Regions from separate parts of the Bombyx mori genome. Here region 1 is linked to region 2. Evidence: chromatin contacts called from public Hi-C data. All regions are on one chromosome and are shown on one strand. Each heading gives the region's core, a stretch centred on a gene start, on an enhancer-like site or on the middle of the called end of the contact. The rest is flanking DNA. Distances are from core to core; before and after follow the strand shown.

Region 1 (3,728 bases), core at 1,176-3,675, 140 kb after region 2:
GTTGAAGATCGTCGGCGAGATCTTTTGCCCTCAACTTTCCCTTGCACCACCAACCGCTCAATGGAGTCCTCATTACAAGCGATGCGCCCGAAGAACTTGAGGATTTGTATGAGGACTGTTGACGATAGTCTCTCCTTGATGTTGAGGAGTTAAGTATTCTGTTGTTAATTAGATGTTAATCTATACTAATATATAAATCTACAGTGGTTTTTACGGATGTTCCGTTATAACTACTGAACCGTGCATCCGATTAACTTGAAACTTGGTATCCATGTAGAAAATACATGAACTTAATGGATAGTCTAATATTTATATGAGTGTTGGACTCCCTGCACCAGTTGCGGGGGCGTTGATAATGAGAATATTTGTGGGCTGGGAAATAATAATGTCAATTTTAAATGCCTAGCGAAGTGGACGGGTACAGCTAGTTAGATTATATTTCTTCCTAAATACAATATACCAAGACAATACGTTAAAATTCATAGCTTACAATATACGATGGTGAAGTGGCGTGCTGATAGTTAGCAAACAGACAGCCCGCCCCTAGCCGCGGTCCCCGGGGGGCCGAGATGGGGGACGGAGGGGGGACACGCGATGACGAGCACTGCAGCACGATAATGACTCACCTGGAGCTTGAAGGACAGGATCTGCAGCAGAGTACCGATCTTAGCCTTGAGGACGGCGCCGAGTATCAGTAGTTTGAGGATCGCTTTCTTCTTTTTCTTCTTCTTGCCTCTCTGTTCTAAAGTTATTGTTTGGAAGAATTAGGTAACTATATAGTGCAAGAAACGTATAGTAGTTGTTGCGAGGTAAAAGGGTGACAACCTCGAAAGACTTCTCAATTACCGGCAAAGTGGAAGGAAAGAGGCCTAGGGGACGTAGTCCCATGCGCTGGTCCGATCAGATTAAGACGACTTTGGAATCCAGCATCAATGTCGCTATCCAGTGCGCGGAGGACAAAAGTGAATGGAGGAACATAGTCCTAACAAAAGTGCTCAGTAAAGGTCACGACCCTCAGAACTGAGGAATACGACGCACGGAGGAGGATAGTACAAGAAGGTACTGGTTTTATTGGCGAGTGTGGCCCACGGACAGATGCCGTCGGTGAGGTTCTTCGCCAACAGTGATGCTTTACTGTTTGGTAGCAGTCGCAACATACAAATGAGAATTCAACCTTAAATGATGTGTAAGGTAAGGTTCATGTTGCTATGACAATGTCCTTTAGTAATCTGTCTGAAAAGGACACGTTTTTGTGGATTCTATTAATATTGCTACTAGCATGCGTGTTGTATTGACATGCCAATGTGTTGACAAACATTATTCATGATGACCTCAAAGAGCGTCCGTGCAACGAACCTGTAGCTTCTTGACTAAGAGACACGCATGCAACTAACCCACTAGTCATATAAATAGTCCAAACACAAACTATCCATGCATTGCATACTCAAAATAAACGCTAAAAAAAGTTTTTACCAAAATATTTCTTCACCTAAAGAACAGAAGCGAGATATTAAAATTAAAATTGAAATGGAAAAACGAAAATATAGTTAACTTTAACAACGTATCAAAGGGCTTAAACATGTCACTGAAAAGAATTGTATGTCAAATAACATACAAAATTCACTCGGGAATAAATAATTGATCTGGTAAAAGATTATCTGACTCTGCACATTCCCGATCCTGCGGACAGAGTGGAAAGCAGTCGACGTCACCCAAAACCCGTCATTTCGGATCCTCCCGATCCACTAACGGTGCTTTTAGGTGCCTCAAGCACCGGTCATCGTTCTCGTCGAACTAGTAAATTAACCCATAGACATGACCCACTGAGTTTCTCGCCGGATCTTCTCAGTGGGTCGCGCTTCAGATCCGGTGGTAGGTTTTTTTTTTATTGCTTAGATGGTTGGACGCGCTCACAGCCCACCTGGTGTTAAGTGGTTACTGGAGCCCATAGACATCTACAACGTAAATGCGCCACCCACCTTGAGATATAAGTTCTAAGTTCTCAGTATAGTTACAACGGCTACCCCACCCTTCAAACCGAAACGCATTACTGCTGCACGGTAGAAATAGGCAGGGTGGTGGTACCTACCCGTGCGGAATCACAAGAGGTCCTACCAACAGTTTCTGCGAAGCACGGCTCTTGCTAGGGTTCGTGTTAGCAACGTCGTCAGGTTTGAGCCCCGTAAGCTCACCTACTTGTTAAGGTTATGCTGAAATAGCCTCTCAAGGCTCTCAGCTAGGTAGGAAAAAAAATGACTCTTCAGGAGTTCCTCCACGGGTCCTTGAAGCTCTCAGGGTCTCAACGGTCGAAACACGAAACCTAGAAAATTCTATTACACACATTCCACCCTTCACCAACCTGGCGGCGAACTCTTATCAGTGACTCCATTCTCTAAGTCCTCATCCTGGATAGCATGCTCAGCCACAGAGTCGATAGCGTCCGCTCCCATGGACCATATGTCGGCTATCACCCCCCTGCCTTGCCTGAAGCTACCATCAGCCATTTCAAATGAGTCCGTTTCAGTCAAGTTCTCAATTTGAGGTAGATTTGGGTGGGACTGTACTGGGTCTGTTTGGGGCGATGTCGGGTCTGATTGGGTCAAATCAAAGTCGTCGGTCGTGTCAAGATTCCTCTCCCCAATCACCCAGCTCTGGACTCGAGCTTCGCGACCTTTCTCTTGTTTCTTCATCATTATGGGATGGAGGAGGTGGATCTTGGGCGGTTTCGGCTTTTTCTTTTTCATTTTCTTCTTTTCGCCCCCGGTTGAGATGGTGATGCTGTCGATCCCGCCACTTTCATGTTTCTTCCCTTCCAGGGATCTGAAAAGGCAAGATATTTTATGCTCAACTCATAAATTTAAAAATTTTCAATTTTTTTGAATACGTGCTCGTGGTAAGAACTTATTAAACTGTTTTTACTAAGAAACTCCTTCCTGATCCTCAATGTCCTAAAGCTTCCTCTATTATAATAAAATAATGCTTCTCTACTAAGGATCTAGCGATCCTCGTGTGTGCATTTGAAAGTAATAGCAGGATAAGGCTGTGGGACTATAAAACCAAGTCGTTCTTGCGACTTTTACATGGAAGTATATTTTTCTTATTTTTTTTATTGCTTAGATGGTTTGACAAGCTGTGAGCTGCCTGGTGTTAAATGGTTACTGGAGCCCATAGACATCTACAATGTAAATGCGCCACCCACCTTGAGATATAAGTTCTAAGTTCTCAGGTATCTTTACAACGGCTGCCCCACCCTTCAAACCGAAAAGCATTACTGCTTCACGGCAGAAATAAGTAGGGTGGTGGTACCTACCCGCGCGGACTCTCAAGAGGTCCTACCACCATTATATATAGTATATTTGATGGAAAATCTAGCATCCACTGCAGCATACCACATACTAGATCCCTTAGATAGAGATTATCTATATATTATTACGTGAAGCAAAAACTTTGTATCCCTTTTTACGAAAATTGCGCGGACGGAGGAGTATGAAATTTTCCACACTTATAGAGAATATAGAGAAGAAGTGCACAATGCTAATTTTTTTTTTAAATAATGTATAAAAGATACATTAAATGATTAAAAAGAACATTACACACACTACATACCATGTATTTAACGCACACACGCATGCATACTATTTATAGTCAAAATTTTTTGTTCAAGAACAAAAAAAATTCAAAAAATTTTCAAACGTCAAGACGTCTGTTGTCAAATTGAGAATAGATTA
Region 2 (3,776 bases), core at 488-2,987:
TCTGTGGGTTAATTCACTCGTCGAGCCCTTCGTCACAAGCGGACGGGTTCGGCGAGGACGGTGACCGGTGCTTGAGGTACCTAAAAGCACCGTTAATGGATCGGGAGGATCCGTAATGACGTGTCGAGGGCGACGTTGACTGTTTACCATTCGGTCCACAGGATCGGGTATGGATTAGTTTCGTTGTTGCAAGCTCTTTCAACTAACGGCAAGTTGTAAATTTAAATAGCAACGATTGCATTTATTTTATTTAACATTAGCCGCTCGAGAATAAAATTAACACACGCGTCTTAATTTACATTATTAACACACCTAGTAAAGTTTTTCATACTCAATTAACTTTAGTACGTAGTTATGTGTAGTTGGTCTATGTTGTGGTTGTAGATTAGATGAGTCGTCTATTATCAAAGGTGGCAATCTGTGCATTTGGACAAAAAAATGTTATTGATATGTCAATACAGATTGATATGAATATAATCGTCTCCTTCAAAGAATGCGGTTCAAAACCTGCATTAAATAAAGGTTAATACTGAACCTGTTATTTATCTAAGATGTCGTTCAGAAGAGTTTTGTGACTGCCAATGGAATACAAAGTCAATAATTCATTTTTATGATTTACCAATAATTGTCCAAAAGTCACATTGCCGGCTTTGATAATAGTCGACTCAGATAGAGTATAATGAGTCTCATAATATGTCTTCTGTGCAACGTGTCGTAAATAATTACATAATTGATTTGAGCTAAAAGCTTTATTACGTATTATCTTTGCTTGGTTACTATAACCGAGAATCTTAGAAATATTGTTATTTAATTTAAAATTAAATTTTAAATGTTCAATGAATGCGCTTCTATGTTTATGTTTAAAAGAGAAAATCTATTTTCAATGTCATATTGTAAATTACGAAACGTGTCTTCCATTTTAAGTGTGTTCAAAAACCATTTAGTTGAACGTGTAATTAATTATGTAGGACTGTTAGATTGTTTAGTGTTTAGAAAAGGTTAACTTGCAGTTTTTGAGCATTCTTGTAATGATATTATCGTAATTGTTGCTGTATGTAAAGATATAATGTGTATAACCAATAAAATTGTATTGTTGTTAATCCGTGTTTTATTTGTCTCGTGATAAGAATCTTGTTTCAATTGATAAGCGGATCGATATATCGAAAGAGAATGGGTAAAATGAATAAAATCAAATAGATTTTTTTTAATTTAAATAAGCCTCATTGGCTCCTTTATATCGCTATAACTTTACTACGGACTCGTAATGCAGCTTTAGAACTGGGTAAAATCCGGATGAGTAGATGAAGAAATAACAGCGGCTTGGCTTGGTAGGCAGCGGCTTGTCTGCCCCTGGCATTGCTGAAGTCCATGGGCGATGGTAACCACTCACCATCAGGTGGACCGTATGCTAGTCTGCCTAAAAAGGCAATAAAAAAAATAAAAAAAATATAACATCTTGGAATAATAATAAAAACATTATTTTTATTTATGATTTATAAGCTATCAATGCTAAGCATCGAGGTGAAAGCTTTTCATCAAATATTTTCTTAAATTTACATTTGACCACACCCTTTTCTTTCAAATAAACAATTCTATCGTAGAGTACAAAATTCTCGAGCACTGGCTGCATGGCGTTTTGCATTTTGATCAAAATTCCCGCCTTTTTTAACGTCAAATCTGATAGCTCCTGCCACATTGACAGCAGCTCGTTGTTGTCAAAAATGATGCTTTCAGCTTTATTTGGCGAATTGGACTCGTTTTTTTCTAAACGGAAACCATCTGTTACGGCGTTTTGAACGTAGGACTCAAAATTATTGTTCATTGTTTTTACTTTGACGGCTTTTCGTCTTTTTCTTTTAACCTTGCAATTGTCTGTAAAAAAAATTTACACATATTATCCGAACAAATTGACATATTGGAAATAGTAAACTAATCCGAAGGTTGGTAAAAGCGCTGTTTTAGAAAACTAATTTACTTTTAAATTATTATTTACTCAGAAGTATCGATTTAATATCATCACACACTGTCATATGTAGTAGTATTAATTTAAAAAATATGATTTATCTTATTTGCGCGGGCTGCCATTTGTGAACCGTCGCTATGTTGAGAACATTAGAATTTTTGGGTTGTGACTGTCGTTCACTAAGTGTGCTAATTTCCGGTCTCCTGATGGTCCCCAACTTCTCAGGTATACACTTTAAGATCACAGAGATTAAATTTAAATGGTTAAAAAGGGGGGTATTTAAAAATAAATTAACTTACGTTTAGCTGCGTATGACTGCAATACAGCTCTGGCCAACATATTAAAAACCAAATCAGACATATTATCTCCACAACTCGTTGGCTGTGCTGCCAATCTTAAAAATGGAACATTAAAACGCACAGTGTTTTTATAATCTTTGTAAATATAATTAAGACAATAACTTAACGGAAAATTAATGAAATTTCCTTCTTTCTGTGACATTTTATGGTAACAACAGGGCATAATAATAATTAAATGTGCGTCGGCCATTTTAACGAAAGTATCAATTGCGTCAACTGTCAAATCAGCGCACGCGTGCAACCCAGCTATGCAAAAATTCGCTTCACTAGGGAAATTATCTTTTAAAAACTGACTAATATGTGTATGAGATTCATTAGTTATTGTGTGTTTAATAAACTTTACATGCTCTGACGAACTCTCGTGGTATTTCGTTTGGCGTTTTTTGGCGGTGACATAATGACTGTCGTTACATTCCAAACCTAAGATTTTGACTTGACTAATAGAATGTAAATATTGATCCAGATAGCCCTGAAAAATCAAAAGTATTTATTTAGTACCTGCCCTAGATCTATCTTAAATATTAACGGAGAGAGCGACTCATCATCATCATTATCCTGCCCTTCTCCCAGTCACCTGGGGTCGGCGCAACATGTTTTCTCCTTCCATACTCTTCTATCATATACCATTTCTTCGCTCACTCCCCTCTTACCGTCTTTCACGCAATCCCTCTATTTCTTCTTAGGTCTACCTCTTCCTCTATATCCTTCCACATTCATAGTTAACACTCTCTTACCAACCTCATTCTCATTTCGTCTCATCACATGTCCATACCATCCCAAACGCGCACTTCTTAGCTTCTCTGTCACAGGTGCCACTTTCAGACTTCCTCTAACCTATTCATTCTGTATTCTATCCATTCTCGTTACTCCACACATCCATCGCAACATTCGCATCTCTGCTGCATGTAATCGCCTTTCATACGCCACTTTAGTGGTCCAACAAGCTGATCCATACAAGACGGCAGGCCTTATTAAGGGCTTATATATCTTCTTTTTTTTTTAGGGTAAGAGGAACTATTGTGGAGAAGAGAGCGACTATTGTGCTTAAACTATTGGAAGGCAACTATGCTCGTATTGAGCGATGCAACGGTGTTCGAATCCTGCGGTTTCACTAGGACAGGTAGCTGAGCATGGGCTCAGCCAGGAGGCATAGGACTGGTTAATAGCCTCCCGAGCGCCCGAGGAAGATCTTCTGATCGAGCGCAATGGCTTCGCGAATACCTCTGCTACTGGATCGCTATCGCGACCCAATAGGAAGATCCGGCGAGAACCTCAGCGTGTCGATGTTATACTGCCAGTGTTACTTATACTAGCTCCAAATGTCACAGCTGCAGCAGTCTAAGTCAATCGGGGGATCCGTAAATACACGAACTTTTAGATCTAATTGCCTCTCTCTTTAGACATTGATACTAGCACCGCCGCTACCTATTAAGCCTCGTTTGAAGATATAGTTT

What was found. Hi-C and Micro-C count contacts between places; a contact is called where the count stands out from the background.
Region 1: a contact with region 2 is called in a Hi-C map of posterior silk gland, with 1.7 times the contacts expected there. The contact joins two enhancer-like sites. A contact is called at or near these places in 2 of 7 Hi-C or Micro-C datasets (posterior silk gland and whole pupa).

What each region holds. Positions count from the first base shown.
Region 1 is chr2:662,031-665,758 of ASM3026992v2, forward strand. LOC101741103 reads right to left here. Exons shown (of 7, transcript XM_038017398.2): 3 at 2,360-2,820; 4 at 627-742. Among protein-coding and RNA genes, the nearest start is that of LOC101741103, 25 kb to the right of the region's middle. Within about 2 kb of position 2,426, at least 2 of the 8 cell types and tissues checked have open chromatin away from gene starts, as enhancers often do.
Region 2 is chr2:520,729-524,504 of ASM3026992v2, forward strand. LOC101746611 (glutamate decarboxylase) reads left to right here. Exons shown (of 15, transcript XM_004924977.5): 15 at 1-1,100. Among protein-coding and RNA genes, the nearest start is that of LOC101746465, 9.2 kb to the right of the region's middle. Within about 2 kb of position 1,738, at least 1 of the 8 cell types and tissues checked has open chromatin away from gene starts, as enhancers often do.